6 separate regions of the Mus musculus genome follow, and all the other regions are linked to region 6. Evidence: chromatin contacts called from public HiCAR-type, HiChIP or PLAC-seq, Micro-C and promoter capture Hi-C data. All regions are on one chromosome and are shown on one strand. Each heading gives the region's core, a stretch centred on a gene start, on an enhancer-like site or on the middle of the called end of the contact. The rest is flanking DNA. Distances are from core to core; before and after follow the strand shown. Region 1 has its middle 19 kb from the start of Abcc12. Region 2 overlaps Lonp2 (lon peptidase 2, peroxisomal). Region 3 has its middle 21 kb from the start of Siah1a. Region 4 holds the start of Siah1a (siah E3 ubiquitin protein ligase 1A). Region 5 has its middle 38 kb from the start of Gm39215. Region 6 holds the start of Dnaja2 (DnaJ heat shock protein family (Hsp40) member A2).

Evidence for each region. Promoter capture Hi-C pulls out the DNA fragments that hold promoters and counts their contacts. A called contact is a pair of places that touch in the nucleus more often than the background predicts. HiCAR-type assays count read pairs that join an accessible place to other places. HiChIP or PLAC-seq counts read pairs in DNA pulled down with a chosen protein or histone mark.
Region 1: a contact with region 6 is called in a HiCAR-type map of astrocytes, with 11 times the contacts expected there. The contact joins the enhancer-like site here to the promoter of Dnaja2 in region 6. A contact is called at or near these places in 19 of 39 promoter capture datasets (the 3T3-L1 cell line, the C10 cell line, HPC-7-derived erythroid cells and 12 more), 2 of 15 datasets of contacts at CTCF or cohesin (the NIH/3T3 cell line and stem cell-derived epiblast-like cells), 6 of 484 Hi-C or Micro-C datasets (cerebral cortex, cortical neurons, forebrain and 3 more), 22 of 115 datasets of contacts at active chromatin or transcription factors (the 230-238 cell line, the NIH/3T3 cell line, SST interneurons and 16 more) and 2 of 9 other capture datasets (adipose tissue and liver).
Region 2: an H3K27ac HiChIP or PLAC-seq map of SST interneurons shows a contact between it and region 6, with 7 times the contacts expected there. The contact joins the enhancer-like site here to the promoter of Dnaja2 in region 6. A contact is called at or near these places in 14 of 39 promoter capture datasets (the 3T3-L1 cell line, the C10 cell line, HPC-7-derived erythroid cells and 9 more), 2 of 484 Hi-C or Micro-C datasets (CD4 T cells and forebrain) and 11 of 115 datasets of contacts at active chromatin or transcription factors (the NIH/3T3 cell line, SST interneurons, acute myeloid leukemia and 8 more).
Region 3: a promoter capture Hi-C map of liver shows a contact between it and region 6, with 2.7 times the contacts expected there. The contact joins the enhancer-like site here to the promoter of Dnaja2 in region 6. A contact is called at or near these places in 7 of 39 promoter capture datasets (the 3T3-L1 cell line, 3T3-L1-derived adipocytes, the HPC-7 cell line and 3 more) and 8 of 115 datasets of contacts at active chromatin or transcription factors (acute myeloid leukemia, bone marrow-derived macrophages, embryonic forebrain and 4 more).
Region 4: a contact with region 6 is called in a Micro-C map of embryonic stem cells, with 8 times the contacts expected there. The contact joins the promoter of Siah1a here to the promoter of Dnaja2 in region 6. A contact is called at or near these places in 17 of 39 promoter capture datasets (the 3T3-L1 cell line, 3T3-L1-derived adipocytes, the C10 cell line and 12 more), 1 of 484 Hi-C or Micro-C datasets (embryonic stem cells), 9 of 115 datasets of contacts at active chromatin or transcription factors (embryonic forebrain, embryonic hindbrain, embryonic stem cells and 6 more) and 3 of 9 other capture datasets (adipose tissue, embryonic stem cells and macrophages).
Region 5: a contact with region 6 is called in an H3K27ac HiChIP or PLAC-seq map of thymic regulatory T cells, with 6 times the contacts expected there. The contact joins the enhancer-like site here to the promoter of Dnaja2 in region 6. A contact is called at or near these places in 6 of 39 promoter capture datasets (3T3-L1-derived adipocytes, embryonic stem cells, frontonasal cranial neural crest and 1 more) and 6 of 115 datasets of contacts at active chromatin or transcription factors (acute myeloid leukemia, embryonic forebrain, embryonic stem cells and 2 more).

The regions. Positions count from the first base shown.
Region 1 is chr8:86,584,024-86,586,902 of GRCm38.p6, reverse strand. No RefSeq gene overlaps it. Among named protein-coding and RNA genes, the nearest start is that of Abcc12, 19 kb to the right of the region's middle. Within about 2 kb of position 1,607, at least 93 of the 459 cell types and tissues checked have an H3K27ac peak or open chromatin away from gene starts, as enhancers often do. A contact at or near this core is called in SST interneurons, VIP interneurons, adipose tissue and 10 more, where this site is marked.
Region 2 is chr8:86,712,665-86,715,432 of GRCm38.p6, reverse strand. It overlaps Lonp2 (lon peptidase 2, peroxisomal), which reads right to left. Exons shown (of 15, transcript NM_025827.3): 13 at 1,914-2,121; 14 at 1,340-1,530. Among named protein-coding and RNA genes, the nearest start is that of Gm10638, 32 kb to the left of the region's middle. Within about 2 kb of position 1,437, at least 41 of the 459 cell types and tissues checked have an H3K27ac peak or open chromatin away from gene starts, as enhancers often do. A contact at or near this core is called in SST interneurons and stem cell-derived neural progenitor cells, where this site is marked.
Region 3 is chr8:86,765,672-86,768,494 of GRCm38.p6, reverse strand. No RefSeq gene overlaps it. Among named protein-coding and RNA genes, the nearest start is that of Siah1a, 21 kb to the right of the region's middle. Within about 2 kb of position 1,439, at least 119 of the 459 cell types and tissues checked have an H3K27ac peak or open chromatin away from gene starts, as enhancers often do. A contact at or near this core is called in 3T3-L1-derived adipocytes, acute myeloid leukemia, bone marrow-derived macrophages and 1 more, where this site is marked.
Region 4 is chr8:86,744,594-86,747,293 of GRCm38.p6, reverse strand. It overlaps Siah1a (siah E3 ubiquitin protein ligase 1A), which reads left to right and starts at 1,288. Exons shown (of 2, transcript NM_009172.2): 1 at 1,288-1,477. It overlaps Gm10638 (predicted gene 10638), which reads right to left and starts at 1,595. Exons shown (of 1, transcript NR_027829.1): 1 at 234-1,595.
Region 5 is chr8:86,786,778-86,789,495 of GRCm38.p6, reverse strand. No RefSeq gene overlaps it. Among named protein-coding and RNA genes, the nearest start is that of Gm39215, 38 kb to the left of the region's middle. Within about 2 kb of position 1,430, at least 61 of the 459 cell types and tissues checked have an H3K27ac peak or open chromatin away from gene starts, as enhancers often do. A contact at or near this core is called in 3T3-L1-derived adipocytes and thymic regulatory T cells, where this site is marked.
Region 6 is chr8:85,553,661-85,556,721 of GRCm38.p6, reverse strand. It overlaps Dnaja2 (DnaJ heat shock protein family (Hsp40) member A2), which reads left to right and starts at 1,361. Exons shown (of 9, transcript NM_019794.5): 1 at 1,361-1,552; 2 at 2,746-2,805. The coding sequence starts at 1,475.

The sequences.
Region 1 (2,879 bases), core at 358-2,857, 1.0 Mb before region 6:
CCGGGTTTAATTTCCAGCATTCACACGGCGGCTCATGTTACTCCAGTTTTAAGTGATCTGATGCCCTCTTCTGGCCTCTGCAGGCACCGGGCATGCATGTGATAAACAGATATACATGCAGGTGAAACATTCATACACCTAAAATAAAAACAAATACATCTGAGAGAGAGAGAAAGAGAAAGGGAGGGTGGCGTTCTGCTCCCCACAGTACACTGAGAGTAAGGGACATTCCTAGAGACAAAACGTTAATTGACCCCCAACCTTCATCTTCCCTTATTCTTCCTATTTAACTGGACACTGGGATAGCTACTGTCTAAAATATGTTCTTTATAAAAGTCTTCCCAGTAGCTATGGCTCATGGAATGGAATGGGGAAGTCCAGTAAAAGTTCTGGGTTGGAGCCAGTACAGAAAGAATGTTGATCTTGTAGACACCGTCTTACCTCTGGCTTTACTTCTGGCCACTTTCCACTTTCTGGCGGCACCAAATGACCACAAGCTCCAGGACCATGGCCTACCAAGTTCAGAAATTCTCAGTCAAGGTTTCAAAGTAGGGTATTTTCTCATTGGGTTAGCTCAGTCATATGCTCATCTCTGAACCAAGCATGTTAAGCTATTAGAAGTTGGATTTGCCAGGCCCAGTCACTCCTGTGTGGGAGGACAGGATCAGCTCCAAGTCACATGGACTGAATGGAGGGGTTCCCTCTCTAGAATCGCGAGGCTTTTGCTATGAGCAGGCTATGGATGCCGGCAGGCCCCTCAAGGGTGTTGGCAGATATTGAAATAGAAAAAGAAATGATTTTCAACTTCTAGGCAGAAGATCTCTAGGGGAAAAAATGTGTCAACGCATTTTTATTTGTTTTCAAATTGTGATCACCAAGTTCCTCAAAATTCCACAAGAAAAATGAATCCAGTAAGCTAATAGTCTCGCATAGTTTTTCACAGTAGGATAGAGCTGCCTTTAAATGATACCCTGCCTGGGGGTTTTGATCTCTGGAGACACGAAGTAAGCAGTAAACAAGTCAGCAGGCAGTTCCAGAGCAGTGCCAGGAGGTGTCGACAAAGAGCTGAGCTGAGCTTCCATAGAGCTCGCTTGCCCAGCGGACTTGCTGCAGATTCCCTAGAGCGGCAGCAAACAAACATTTACTTAGATAAGAAGGATGGGGTCGGAAGAACGTTCAGTGCAGAAGGAACAGTTTTGCCTGAGGGCGATGCGATCTCAGAACCGAAGAACACGGTCTACACCGAAGGCGGGGAAATGTTCTCATCTTCTTCCGCCCGGAGGCGTCTCCAGTGACACCTGTTTCTTTTTGTGGGGTATTTTTTGACTGTAAATCCTCATTCTCTCTCTCTCAATAGCTATTTTCCCTGTTACTTTTTTTTTTTTCTTCAATCTTTTATCCCCTTTCGTTACTTTCGGAGTCCCAAAGAGCAATCGAAGGGCCCTTCTAAGTGCCATCCTATCCGGCTTCTTCCAAGTCCAGAGTTGTTAATAGAAAATATCTGTCCCTCCCAGACCTATTTTGTGGCAATGGCCTTTGTACCAGAACGCCCTCCCCAAACAGCCATCATCCTTCAGGAGGGTCCTCATGTTTTACTCAAGCTGGCCAGCAGATGGCAGGTTCTTCCTAGTAATGCAGGAAGGCTCCGTAGACTCAAAACTGCAGTGATCTACACGGAATCCGGACAGAAAAACGCAGATCCCTGAGTCAGAGGATGGGAAAGAGGCTACTGCCACCGATCCACAGGACTCCACCTACCTCCCCAGCCCCGATCTCTTCCATCAATCTCTATTTCTGGGATTATTTTCAAAGTCAGCAGCAGCTAAATCACTCAGAGCAAATTTATTAAAGCCACTCTGCAGTGGCTGGTTTCAAACTCACTATGTGGTCCAAGCTGGCCTTGAACTTGTAGCTCCAGTTCTAACCTTTCATGTGGCTGGGTATATGTATGGGCCACTATGACTAACAGACAGTTCTCAGAACAAAAGCAGTTTCCACCTATGTGATACTCTGGTGCCAACTCTTCAGACTGTCAAATTCTTACATAGGGCTGGTGGCAAGAGCCTTTACTCACAGCACTTAGGAGGCAAAGGCAGGCAGATCTCTGAGTTTGAGGCTAGCCTGGTCTACAGAGTTCTAGGTCAGCGGGGGCTTGCCAGAAACAAAACAAAACAAAACAAAACTGACGTCCTAACACATTTTATACACATCCCCTTGTCTCATCTAGATAATTTGTGTTAGAAGCAACCTTACAGATTACCAGTCTGAGAGCTGACCTGTCTGTCGTCCATGTGCCTGTGGGCTAGAACAGAAAAAAATGTCATTATTTTTACTAATGGAAATTTAGCATTTTCCCTTTATCATAATGGAGGTAATCAAATACATCATATCCACGACCTTCACGAGGATGGCGGCATCAATGGGCGTTCTCAAATCTCATTTGGTTGCCCCAGTTTTCACAAACCTCACGTGTATTGATGCTTTGGACTCTTGGTGGTCATTAGACCTCCTTCTAGATTATGTTACTTAGAGCGTCAACACAGTAGATTATGTTTCATAATATCCTGCCTTGTTTTTAACATAGCACTCTTTTAGTTTAATTGGTTATCTGTAATTCTACATATCGTGTCTTGGACATTAAAAAAAAGGTTTTGAAAATACACTGGAGAATCAAAGAGGCCCACGGCATGGGAACAGATTAATAACAACATTTATCTGATATAAATAAATAACATTTATTCTGATAGAGGGATCCTCACTCTGGCAGGAGGGGTGTCTGGCTCAGAACCCCATCACTGGCTTTGAACAGACTTGTCTGCACTTTGATCTAAGACAGAAGAAGAAAGGACCAGAGGGACAGGCAAACATCCAATATGGGG
Region 2 (2,768 bases), core at 188-2,687, 1.2 Mb before region 6:
ACTATGCTGGAAGTGATGCTATGTGCATTTCAAGGATAAGGTATTAAAAGAAAGCTTCTGCCTGGATTGTTATCTTGGATCACTTGCCCTACACAGCCTGGGGAAAACCCCAAGGTGCAGACGACTTGGGCCTCCTGTGCATCACGCAGCAGGTCCTCCTCTTCAGTGACCCAGGACTGAGGCCTGCATGCAGGTAGACCCTGAGCCACAAGAACGATGCCTACAGGCTCAGTACCTTCAACACTTACTCTAGCCTAATTGGCTAGACTGTATGCTGCTTTTAAGATGATACACACACACACACACACTCACACCACATATATATGTGATATGTGTATGTATGTTTAGTCATTTTTTTAACCAATTCTAAACTAAAATCTAAAATGTTCCCCTTTTTTCAGCCTTAGCAAGTATTTTTTAAAAATTCTATTATTTTTTTTCATGGTCCTTGCATGGTTGAATGAAAATATTGGAGTACAATAATTTTAGTGGTTTTCAATAGGAATTGAACTAAGTCTTACATGAAAGACTAATAACAAGCAAGTCCTCTGCTACCGAGCCATATTTCTAGATCTTTTTTACTTTGAGGCAAGGTCTCACCAGGTTGCCCACGCTGCTTCAATCTTCCTGAGTTGCTCGGATTTTGCAAGTGCCTGGCCCCTTTAGTGAGTCTATAACCTACTCTCATCCGTGTAAGGACTTTAGCAGGGAAAAGAATATTTGTTGCTGCTGCTGCTGCTGCTGCTGCACATCCTCCTCTTCCTTTTCTTGTTATGGCTCTGTCGTCAACATTTTGTCCTGTCAGACAAGTCCTGGCACAGTCACAGAGCCCTAAGTCCGGGTGCTCCCACAGCATTTGCATGCAGGTCAGGATACCCACTGGAGCCCAGGAACCTGCAGATCCAGGCAGGACTTTTGAACTTGTTTTGCTATAAATCTTGCCAATTATGGTACTCTTAAGATTCCTACAAGGTGCTAGGATGTCTCAAAGGAACTTGAAAAAGCATGGAATGAGCTTGAAAGCCAACGGTACACGCAGCACACCTCACTGCTAAGAAGAGAGAAGAGACTGCAGGCATTCTGATGAACGGCTGATTTTTCTATAACCACACTGATATTTCTTTTCCCTTAAATATTTTTAGATCATAGGGAAACTTGGGAGATGGTCAGGCGTTCTTTACTTGACCAAAAGTTTAAAATATAAGTTAGTTACAGGTATTAAAATTTTAATATTTAAAATTTTTAGCCAAAGTTTTTACAGAAAGCTACTATTCATGTAAATTTAAAATTACTAATTTAAATAAATATTACAAGTACATGATCTGTTTTCTATACTTACTGGAAGAACAAGCCCTCTCAGCGTAATTTCCCCAGTCATGGCTACATCTGAGCGCACAAGCCGCCCACTGAAAAGTGAGGCGAGACAAGTTACTATGGTAACACCAGCAGATGGTCCATCTTTTGTGACAGCTCCAGCTGGGAAGTGCAGATGGATGTCTGTGTTGTCAAGAAGATCAAAACTTCCAAAAGCTTTAAAAAGGGGGAAAAAGAAAGGATTTAATGTAGAAAAATTAAGCCCAGTTTTTTTTTTCTCTGAATAAAATCAAACACAAAAATGAATGCTTTGTATAAATGAATGCTTAAAGATATTAATGGATAGTGTACTTTGAGTGAGGTCTGGACGGTAAGACTCCTTCTCTCTTAAGTGTGATTTAAAGGTTTGTTTCTGTATCTAGTTCAGGGACTCAGCCAGATAGTCTAACGCGATCACTTGAGTCTCTATGGATTCAGAAGCCAAACCCGGGACTTTAGTGAATGGTGTCATCCTTGTCTCAGAGTTAGTTAGATACTCCCTGGATTACGGTCCAGGGCCCTCCTTCCCAGCTGTGTCCCACTGCAGTTAGGCCATGTACCATTAGTCAGGTGGTATTTCTTTGCATTGCTTCGAAGCCAGCTAATGGCGAGATGGGCAGACTCCTTCATGACGTCCCCAAGCTGGCCGGTCAGTGTTAGTTGGCCTTCACCGTCCATTCTACTTGCTTCCACAAACATGATTTTGCCACCCAAGGGAGTCCATGCTAACCCTATTGCCACTCCAGGTTGACTCAAACGCTCAGATACCTTGAAAGATGAAAATATTAGTTATGACAACATGCAGAAATTATTTCCAGAGCACTTTAATCACACTGTCTTGTAAGACTGCAAACTTAAGCACTAACTTCTGACAGCTTATTACCTGACATTATTTTGAGTCACATGTCTCACTATCTGGATGTTCTTATTTAGCATTCACCAGATGTATATAGCTCTACACATGGGTGAGGAACTGACTTCCAAGAGTAGTTGGGTCTAGGTACATATGCCTTGATTTTCAGGGTATCTTCAATGGACTGTGTATCTCTACATATCCAAAGCCTGGCTGGCTTTTTAGTATGTGAGCTTCAGGGAGCAACAATCTTCTCACTAACACTTATCTGACAAGTTATAGCTCTCACAGGCTTTCTGTCGCCACTCCTTGGTGATATCCTAGACTCAGGGCAGTGCTACCTGGATGCCAGTTTAAGAGGAACAAGCTGCTTAGCTGGGGCTATGTGTCTAGTTGATAAACTACTGGTTAATACACCCTAGGTATGAAGATACAGATTAGCATCTGGAAGACAGCAATGCTAACTTTGACTGCACCCCCATATCTCCAGAGAATAAGCACAGTGTGCCACCAAGGACAATCCAATGTGCAACTTCTCTGCTGTCAGGTGCCTGGCTTCACT
Region 3 (2,823 bases), core at 190-2,689, 1.2 Mb before region 6:
CATCCTGTCCCCACGTCATCTCAAACACCTCCACTCGGACTCAAACACTGACACTTCTGCTCATCTATCTCGCTTGTGCTTGGTGCTGCCTGGACATCTTTATCAGAACCAGTTTCTTTTCTATCTCCTTACCTGCTCCCCAAATGGCACCAACCAACCTTGTCTACAACTCCTAGCAGGGGGTAGTATGATCTTCATCATCTTCATCTTCACCAACCCTCTTCTACTTACTATCTAGCTTCTCAGACTGGGTGAATCACCAGTTTAATTTTTTTCTTCTGTACTGGCAATTGATCTCAGCGCTCTGCAAATGATAGGGAGGTGATCTACCACTAAGCTACATCCTAGACTCTCTCTCTCTCTCTCTCTCTCTCTCTCTCTCTCTCTCTCTCTCTATATATATATATATATATATATATATAAAATCTTCTATCTATCTGTCTGTCTATCAAGATACAGGGTCTCCTGTAACCCACCTGGTCTCAAATTCATCTAGTAGAAAATGACCTCACACTGCTTGACCTTCCTGCTTCCCCCTCCTGAGTGCTGGAATTACAGGCCTGTGCTACTGCGCTGTTTTGTATGGTGCAGAGACTTGACTAGGGCTCCATACATGCCGGACAAGCACTCTACTATCTGAAGTACACCCTCAGCACCACACTACCCTTTTGTTAGTTTGAGTTAGGATCAACTAAGTTGCCCAGGCAGGCTTCGGATTCTCTGTTCTGATCCTCCTGCTCCAATTTCCTAAGAATCTGAGAGCACACTGTTACACCAACACCTGGTTAGCAACTAAGCTCAAAACCAAATAGGAGCATAGCATTTGACAATGCTTAAAAAGATGTGAGAAATGGTTCTAGCCAGTGCAGGCACTGAGAGGAAGTCTTGGAACAAGCTCAGAAGGCTGCCCAATCTATCTGCTGCCTCTCGGGGATCCAGCCACGACTACAACCTCAAGGCCACCACTGGGTAGAGGGAGAGGTGTTAAGTGTTGCCCCTCCCTGAGCTGCCCACTTGTCTCCAGGGTTTTTGTGACTAGCAAGGCACGTGGGTCTTGGAAATGAGGGATGATGTTTAACTGGCTCTCAGAACACCCCATCCTCTCCTCCTTCGACAACCAGCCACCTTCATCAGTCAACAATACATTTCTTTATCTGTCTGTTGCCTAATCCTACCTTAGCAAAATTGTCAAGGATTACAAGCAATGCTTCACTCTAAGGAAGCCACGTTCCAAGCCCTCCAGACAGAGCGGGTATAGGCTACCTTAGTGTACTATTTAAGGATGGATAATTTTCTGAGCTGGGCCAAATTGCTTTGGTTGCTAAGTAACAATTGGTTTTTAGTGGAAAAAAAAATTGGCTGAGGCAAGGATTGTGCAATGATATCCTTACCCTGGCTACCTCAAAGTATTTCCATTAGCAGAGGCTGCCTCAGAGCTGGCAGAAGAGGTTGGTCACGTGTGTGGACAAAACCTCTGTAATTAGCGCATAAGAGGTGTGGAGAAATGTCAGTGGATTCTTGCGTGAGTGCCAAGGCAGGGGCAGGACTACAATCAGGAAGATACCTGGTTCATTCTACGAGTTCAAGGGCAAAGCCCCCTTCCTGGATGTCACCTACCCTTGAACTCTGAAAGACCCCAAGGAAGTCACCTCACCTGTACCTGAGAAGGGCCTGAGGCAGGAATGCTGAGGGCAGAGAACATGGGTGGCTGGCTGCCCTGCCCTTGCCTCACAATTGCTCAAGAGTGTGACCCTTGGCCTACTTCTGATGAGTTGGGGCTTGTTGGGGACTTAAGAGGTGGAGTCGCTGAGCTGATTGTCAAAGGTGACAGAGAAGCAAGCCTTCTTACGGCAAGTGTGGACTCAGGACAAGCGTCACCTTTGGTAGAATGGAATAAGAAGTCTGCTTATCGTATGCCAGCGCAAAGGTTTTGCCTGGCAAGGTTCTCAAAGGTGTCACCTAGCACACAGACTTGTCCATTTGCTTGTATTATAAGAAGGAAGAGGGCCAGAGATATGGCTCAATGGTTAAGGGTACTTGATGCTCTTTCAGAGGACCCAGGTTCCTTTTCTAGCATTCACATGGCATCTGACAGCTGTCTGTAACTCCAGTTCCAGAGATCGAACACTCTTTCCTGGCCTCTACAGTCACTGTGCACATACATACAGGCAAAGCACTCATACACATTTTTAAAAAATCTTAAAGACAAAACAGAAAAAGAAGAGCCATGTGTGGTGGTGGACACCTGTAATCCCAGCATTTGAGAGATGGACCCAGAAAGGCCCTAGGTTCTAGACCACCCTGGTCCTTTAAAGTAGTATTTTTAAAGAAGATAGGAGGAGAACTGGAAGGTGGGGGCTCTGATTTTTCTCTCACGGGATAGAAAAGTTCAAGGCACCCAGTATGGAAGGACCTCAGATCCTAATAGCAGCTATTAAAGTGAGAGCTGATTAGCCATGGACACAAAAGCTTCCCACATTTAACATCTTAAACTCCATGACTCAGCGTTGAGTCCCTCAGATCTGTTCGGAAGGCGGGACGGAGTCTCTGGGTGGAGGCTATACCTTTGCCAAGCTACTGTTCTGAAACAAGATGGCAAAGGCCTTCTGCCACTCCCACTGAAAGCATGAGACTCAACGTGTCTCTCCACAACCAGGCCAAAGGCAAACACAATTTTCCCCGGTGGATTCCCTCTGGCCTCTTTCCTTTCTCCATCTTGACCACCGTTGCCTCTGTTGTGATGTTCAACCCTCCAACACATTCCTGTTCTTCATGTGTCACCTTCTCCAGCTGGCACCTTGAGCCCACACTCCACGAGATACA
Region 4 (2,700 bases), core at 39-2,538, 1.2 Mb before region 6:
ATGTAAATCAAGTATTTTAAATGAACAAGAACACCACTAATATCGACAATCTTCATGAACCTACATAATGCAAGCTCCTTATCTGGCTGTTGAGCTTTGGGGACCAACAGATTTGTAGTATATGGTGCTTTTAACTTAATTAATTTACATTCTCAACTGTTTGGTTGTGCTAATGGTCTCAGAGGAAGGGCTACAGTGAGATACTAGATCGAGAATAGAAATATCAACACAAGCACAGATTACAAATACATTGAGGAAAGCTGAACATTCATTGAGAACAAATTTGAGTTCTGGAAGAGGGCGGAGTTTGTGCTGATGGAAGGCTGAGAGGAGACTTTTCTTCCTTTCTTGAAACCCCATAGAAAAAGTACTTTTCTCACAGCATTGCATTTCTACAGTTCTTCCCTGAAAATCTGCTCAGGATTTGTAAACGCCTTACATTCGGTTAACCTAGTCAGACAGAGGCATCCATGGAAAGACTAACGGGGACTCTGCGAGATGGCTCAGCAGAGGCCCTGCCACCAAGGCTGGCCACTTGCGCTCCACCCCCAGCACTCGCAACTCGTCCTCTGACCTCCACACAATCCCACACCCCAGAATCAAATCTAAAGGTTTCTACCCCTTCACTCGCAACTGGGGACTGAGTCTCAGCCCAGGCAACCACTCCTCACGAAAGCACCCGTAACCCTTGAGATGAGGTCTTCATTTATTTTGGATAAAAGGTCTCCCCGGGAAGTCCCAGAAAACTCTGTATAAACCAGACTGGCCCCAAACTTGTGAAGATCCTGCTTCTGCTTGCCTAGTGCACGGCTCCGTTTTTTAACCTAAAGCAGCAGGGTGGACAGTCCCCAACATCAGCTTCCCAGATGAGTGGGAAAGTGGACTTAAAGGCGTGCTTCTTACTGGCCAGCTTTCAACGAGCCTACCGGGAGGCGCGGCCCTCTTCTCCTCCAGGAGTGGGGTCGTGGAGGCCGCTACAGACCGCGGACCCGGAGAGAGGACGGCGCGAACCCAGTCAATCCCACAGTAACGGCCCGAGACAGCGCAGCCGCCTCGTGGGGATGCTCGGGACGCTGCTCCGGTAACCGAAGCGTCTCGACGCCAACCGCCACCGAGTGCGGGCAGCAGCCGCCAGCCGCTTCTGCGCGTGCGTGGCCGTGGGAAGCCCCGCCCAGCCGGGTTCGGTGCGCGCTCCCGCTCATGGCGGCCGCCGCAGTGTGTGGTACTTAGCGGGCGCGCGCGGCGAGCTCGAGAGCGCGCGGGGCGGCGGCGGCGGCGGCAGGGAAGCCGGGCTGCCGGGCGGGCGCGCTCTCGAGGGCGGCGGCCCAGGGTGTCCCGTCGGTCTCGGTGCCGGGAGAGGTGGAGGCGCGGCCCGCGGTGGCGGCGGTGACGGTGGCGGTGGCGGTGGCGGCGGCGGCAGCTGGCGACCGGGCGCGTTAGACGGGGCCGGGGTCCGCGGCGCGCTCTCCGCCCACAGGTAAGCGGGCGGCCTGGAGGGAGGAGCTGGCCGCGGCCCGGGGAGGGCCGGCGGGTCCCCTCGCGGAGCCGCGGCGCCTTTGTCTCGGCCTCTCCGGGCGGGCCCAGCCGACAGCGGCGGCTCCGGGAGGCGGAGGGCGGGCGGGCGCGCCGAGACTACGGCCCGCGCCCTCGCTCAGTCTTTGTTGTGTGGCCCGGTGTACGGCCAACATGGCGGAGGTCAGCCGCGCGCTTCGCGGGCCGCGGTCGGGCCTTGCCTCGGCGGCTCCGGGAGGGCGGCCTCCCCCGGACCCGCGCCTTTATTGTGCGGGGAAGAACGCAGCCTCCTCCCTTGTTTATGTCGCCACGAGCGAGCGCGCGGACGCCCGCCTGGGCAGCTCCAGCCTTTAAGCCTAAGCCTTGCTCCGCCCAGCTTCCTTTGCGGGATAGTTCGGGGTCCCTCCAAGCTCCCAGATGCAACTTAGTGTGTACGCCCTGGGCCGCTGCGGACCGTCTGTTCCTGGAAAGATACAGAATTTGTTTGCCCTGGCATAAGAGTTACATTTGTGCATTCGGTAAATGAGGCCATGTAGCTGATTTGTCAAAGTCATGGAAGCCCTGAACGTGGATGTAGGACAGGGATCTTACTGCTCTTTCTAGCGTTGAGCATTTACCATTTCTTGCTAGGCTATTGTCCAGGGTGAAATGTTAACTTGTAAAAGCGCTTGGAGCATGGGCTCCGAACTCTGCCCTCCTGCTTTGATTCCAATCCTGCCCCACGGGTTTGTGACCTTGGGCACGATTTTGGTGCTTCATTTTGCTAATCTGCAAAATGGGTCTGATGGAGAGTATTTGTCTCAAGCCTATTGAGAACCGATGAGATGGGAAATAGTTGATGTGCAGAGAGCTCTTAGTAAGTGCTAAGCTATTACAGTAAATGATTACTGCTAAAGGTCCTTGCCTCATAAAATTCGCTTAAGTTATTTTGGCATGGATGCGTTGGAAGTACATAGCCCAAAATGTTTGAAATCGGGTTATATAAAACCGGGTTAGTATTTGGGTTTTACTGTTTTAAGAAATGAAAGGGTTTAGAGGACAGAATGCTATGCTTTGTGAGATGATGGAATTTGGGGATTTGAGCGATAAGGGATGTGAATGCGTGGTGGAATTTGGAAAGTCACTGAAGTTTCCTTTAAGCAGGTTTAGTTTATGGATCAGTTCACTTTCAAGGACTTCAATTACCTA
Region 5 (2,718 bases), core at 181-2,680, 1.2 Mb before region 6:
GTGGTGTGGAGTCTCCCTTAGGAAGCTCACTTGTGCTGGGTGGACACAGGCTGTTCTTCCCTCGACTCTGTGGTTATTCTGAGCCACCTCGAGCTCCTCAAAGCAATGGTATGTTCTCTAGAGAAATGCCACCATGCCCAGTGACAGCAAAACTAGTGTCTGACTGCAAACCTAGTGTCTTAGGGGAAAGAAACCTGTTCCCCTAACACTCAAGTTAGTTTTTTTTTTCCTGACTCACCTTTTGCTCGTGTTGAGATTAAACACGGCTCTCACCTTAAATAGAACAAAAGGTCATTTATTCTGAGCTGAAAATGAATAACTATGGCCAGGGGACCTAGATTCAGGTTGCCTCAAAAAGCAAGTTAATGTGGCTATGGTTATGTGAGTTTTTACCAGTCACTAAAAGGAAAGTGGTAAATCAGTGCCTTAATGACAACCAAATACACTGCTGAGTGCCACAGGCAGACATGACATAGCAGAGTAGCTCAGCTGTGGCCTCAGATGCTATCTGATGACATTCTTACCTTTGGAGTTGGTGGAAGCTAGTGACCTATAGGTTAGTGCAGTTCAAAGGTTTTGAAAACTGATAGTAGAAAGGATATTAGATCAAACATGGAGGTCAGCAAGGAATCGCTAGGAGCAAGGTAAGAGATAACTTGGTTCCAGATCTACAACATTCCACCCTTCCAGCCAGGAAAGCTCTAATCAGTCAGTCAACCTACAGAATCTTCAACACAGATGTGGGGTTTTTTGTTTTGCTTTTCTGGACATATTATTCGTCAAGCACACCATGTAGGGCAACTCTGGGTACTCAGTTCTTTCTCAGGGTTGCCTATGATTGCTTCGGGGGTGGGGGTGGGGTTATCAGATGATTGTTATCAAGGACACAGTGGCCCAGCTGTCCTCAAAGCTTGTTGCTGAGAATCCTCCTCCATGTATTATAGACAGACCTCTCATAGGAAGGAACGTGGGAGTGCCCAGCAGTACCCCTCTGCTCCCCATCCTACGAAGCTTCTGGATTGTCTCTAACTTGAGGCTTAAATGGGGTGCAGGGGTCAAAGATATCTTCTCTCATAGTCCTCTAATTCAGGGCCTCTGTGTCCCCCGCCCCCCGTGTTAAGCAATAGAGCAACCCTTAATGCTTGCACAAGAGCATAGGCCTTGAAGTGCAAAAGCCAAGAAAAGAACTCTCATACACACACACACACACACACACACACACACACACACACACACACACTTTCATTGCTTCCCCAGAGGCATCGGGAATTCTGGGCTCAGCTGCCTGAATGAGGTCAAAAGCACCTCAGTTGGGTCTGGATATTTTCCTGATGATGAAACGAAGCCAAAAAAACAAACTCAACTCCCTCTAACAAAAACAAACATACAACTCAAACCACAGACTGTGGCAGCCCTGGCCCCGCAGCCCACGCGACTGCGCACTGGCATCTCTCCACATGGCCTGGCTGCCCCACGACTGGGAAGGGGTCCAGTAGGACAGGAGTGGGCTTTCGGGTCAGTCTCTATCGCTCTCATTCTCTTCCTCTCAAACACTTTATGTTCCAAGAGTTGTGTTTCCTGGCTTCCGTGCTGAGGAATGATGGGAGATGACCATCAGGAAAAGCGATCTTACTTGTAATTAGAGCCAGAAATGAGCTAGTTCTTCAGGTTCACTTTTAACAGTAAAACAAAGCAAAACAAACAAACCCACTTTCTGCAGTCATTGACAGCCATTGCATCTAATAGTCAGCCACCACCCACAAACCCTCCAACACCAGAAACAGGAGCTGCGTTCTGAGCTGTACGCCTGTGGAGGAGGGGCCGGGCTCTGCTTTTTATGCCTCTTAAATGACCCTGGGAAGGAGATTTCTGTTTGCCATGCCTCAGCTTTCCCATCTGCAAAGCTGGGAGAAGAAGGTTGGCTTGGATGGACCACAGCAGTAATAGAGAGAAAGAACCAGGTCCTGCGCGCAGTCATCCCCATAAATGTTGCCTTGGATAATTAGGTAGCCGAATGAATTTCAGGTATGAAGCCAGACGGGTGCTTAGTGTGTTTGAGGCTAGCCTGGGCTATAGAGTCCAAAAATGAAAAAAATGACTTGTTAGGTGGCTGAATTATTATTTCTCAGCTGCCCTTTTGAATTTCTGAGGAATCAGGCACTAAGGAAATCAATATTTTATTGCTAAAACAACAGCTAAGAATGGTGACGCACATTTAATCATAGCCCTTGGGAAGCAGAGGGAAGCAGATATTTTTGTCAGTTTAAAGCCAGCATGGGCTACACTGTGAGACCCTGTCTCAAAAACAACTCAAAAACAAACATAAGAAAACAAAACAAAACAAAAAACGAACAAACAAATCAATAAATAACAAGGCTGGATAGATGGCTCAGTAGTTAAGAGCACTTATTGCTCTTGCAAAGACCCAGGTTTGGTTTCTGGCCCTCACGGACTCTCACAACTGTCTGTAATTGCAATTCCAGGGTATCTGACACCCCACCCCACCCCGCGCCCCAGCTTCCACAGGCACCAAGCACGTACATGGCATGGATTCATATATGTCGGGTAATACTCATACACATAAAATAAAAATAAAATTTTAAAACAAAAAACCTACAGAAACCAAACAAGGATGGTTGGGGAGAAAAGGAGGTCTGGGGACTAGAAGGGAGCTCTGGGGATTTTAGGCTGTAGGAAGGAAGCAAGATGACATCACTT
Region 6 (3,061 bases), core at 112-2,611:
TAATTTCAGGACTTACACTCTTGAATGATTAGGGGTCTTTGTAAAATTCAAAGTCAGAAGAAGGATGATCTGACTTCAACATCTGCCCCAGGGTTATTTTGGCTGATCTGGGTGTGTGGGTGAGTGTTCCCTCTTCTTCTTTGTATGTCCCTTCCTGAAACTGGGTATTTGATCAAGAAGAGAGGCTAATCTTTGGCAAAAGGGTATAAAATAGCTGTGGTCCCCTGCTAGAAACCTCCAAATAAGTCCTGGAAACCAGATAGATAAGCTATATTCTATTAAAGAATTTTGACTCACATGTGAGAACAGCATTCATGTCATAAATCATACTTATCAGGAAAACGAACATCAAATAAGACAGGAAGGTTCACCAGGTTATGAATTAAGGAAAACACTACAGGTTAAGGGGCATTTTGAATAGCAGAAGGAGCATCTAACTTCTCATGAGACTCTTCTGAGCGTTCAGGTTAAATTTCAGAAGTCTTAGCACGGCAGTGAAGGACCTCCAAAACTCGGTCAAGAAGAATAACAAGAAAGGTGTATCACCTCCACTGACAGACTTATGGCCAATGAGCAATTGTTTCCCAGTTCAGGTTTTCAACTGACCAGAAGTGTTTTACTATCGGAAAACCAGTTGGAAGGCAAGCTATACATTCTGGAATGTGGTAAAGCACAGAAATCTTTCAAGCTAAAGCAAAACGAAACTCGACTGACAGCCACCAAGTGCCGGCACGCTGCCATACTGTCTTATGCCAACCAAACCTTTGGCGTTAGCTAATTTTAAAGCTGTCAAGTGAGACACTTGAACACATGATCCCGGTGGAACAGGGTGACTTTGGTTTATCTGGATGCCCCGAAACCAACTGGGAATGTGTAAAAAAGATTTGTCCTTTCCTCCGATGTGACAGGATGGCTATGCCTTTAAAACCTCGTCTGCTAGGTATAAATCTGAGTATTTATGAATGAAATTGTTTCCCCTACGCAGAGGTGCTGAGGGGGAAGTTAAGGAGATGAAATGAGTTAGTGAAGGTGTTGATGAAATCACATCACGGGCGTAACTCGCTATTTGGGAACCTCACACACTCACACCCACGTGCTGTTTTTCACCGTGGCCCCGGGGGGACCACCCCGTGAGGATTCCACGCCGGCTTCTTTCCCTCAGGCCTCAGCCGCACCGAGAGTTCTTTATGAACGCCGCACACCGCTCCCCTCCACTCCGCGGTCGCTCGCGCGTCACGGAGCGGCGACAGGAAAGGGCCCCACCAGCCGCTCTCGGGCGCCCACCGCCCAACCCCGCCCCGCCCGGCCCCGGAGGCGGGGCCTTGTGGCGACGTCATGGCGCTGCGCCGGGTCAAAGTTCAGCCCCGCCTGCCTCCCCGCGCCGTCTCCTCGGCCTGCGCCGCCGCCGCTCGTGGTCCGGGTCGCGCTCCTTCCGCTCCGCCGCCTGCTTGCGAGTGCTGCCCGGCAGGCCGCCATGGCGAACGTGGCCGACACGAAGCTGTACGACATCCTGGGCGTCCCTCCCGGCGCTAGCGAGAACGAGCTGAAGAAGGTACTGGAGCGAGCCGGCCGGCGGGCGGGGCGAGGGCGCGGGGCCTGCGCGGTCTGGGCGGCCTGAGCCGGGCTGAGGCGCGGCGGCGGCGGGGGCGCAGTCGGCTCGGCTGACCTTGGGCCTCCGCCCGCCCGGCCCTGCGCAGACGCGGCCCGCCAGCTCGGCGCCCGGGGCCACCCGGAAAAACAGGTCGGACCGCGGTGCTCGCGCCGCCGGGCCGGGGAGGAGCTGACCGCCGGCGCCGGTGTGGGGCTGAGGGCCGCAGCCCCCGGCGCTGAGCAGGCTCCTCCCTCAGCCTCGCTCGCCCGGCAGCTGGAGCGGCGTGGGTCTGTTTGGAAGCATTGTTCTGTGGGCTGGAGATCTAAATACCCCGTGGCCGCTTCGGGGATGAGTCGTGTGCCCCAGCCAAACACCTGAGCGTGCACTCCCTAAAAATAAGACACGTCTTATTGTTGTCCTTTGTAGTAGTTCCAAATCATCTCGGGACTTGGGGTATTAATAAAGTCAGCATCTTCTCTGGCTGTCGGGATCCAATCCGCATTTGTAAACTGAGAAAAATAAGAATGTCCCGTAAGTACTGGGACTGGTAAAGTCCAAAGAAAAAGACTTCCTGTTACCCTACCGGAAATGGTAGGCTGTGTTATATAATTCATGAGTCTGTGTGAGGACTTACATGGTGCTTAACCACATCGCTTAATTGAAAGTATGTAGTTTCACCACCACCTAAGACCCCAGTTAGCCGACCGTGTGCGAGTAAAACATCACTTAGGACCTCCTGGGTGTCCTGTTAGAGGGCAGGCAGAGGAGCCAGCCAGCATGGGGAGAGATACTTGGTAGAAGTATCCTATGCTTAATTTGTAGTAGTGCTTGAGTTTCTGTAAAACGTAGTCACTCAATCTAAAATTTGTTTGGTTATTGTGGTCTCCTTGGTCTGGCTACTGGCCATCAAAGACATTTGATAATAGTTTGTAAAAAAAGAAAGAAAAAATGTTTCAGTATCTTCTTTGTTGTTTTATTTGTATTTTTCTTCAGTAACTTTGGGTATATTATTAGTAAATACTATTGAAGTGGAAAACGTTAAATAATAAGTGACATTTTTTGGAAGGCTGTAACTTTAGAACATTGCTTCTCAGAAAAGTGAATATCTTAAATTGTTTGCTGTGTATAACTCTTATCCAAAATCTTTTTTGAAGGCATACCGAAAGTTAGCCAAAGAATACCACCCTGATAAGAATCCAAATGCTGGAGACAAAGTAAGTCATTGAGTTTTATTCTTAAACTGAAACTTAAAATATATCACCCTCCCAGAAAGGAAAGTCCATTTATGCCTACAGAGTGAATTTTTCGCTGTTATTTTAATTTACTTGAAAATGACCTTAGTAAAACCTATTGCTTGTAATATTCTTCAAAGATAAGAAAAATTATAGCTATTGAGATAGCTCTGTGTTCCAAGTCTTGCTACCATATAAGCCTGACTACCTGAGCTTAATCCACAATGGAAGGATAGAA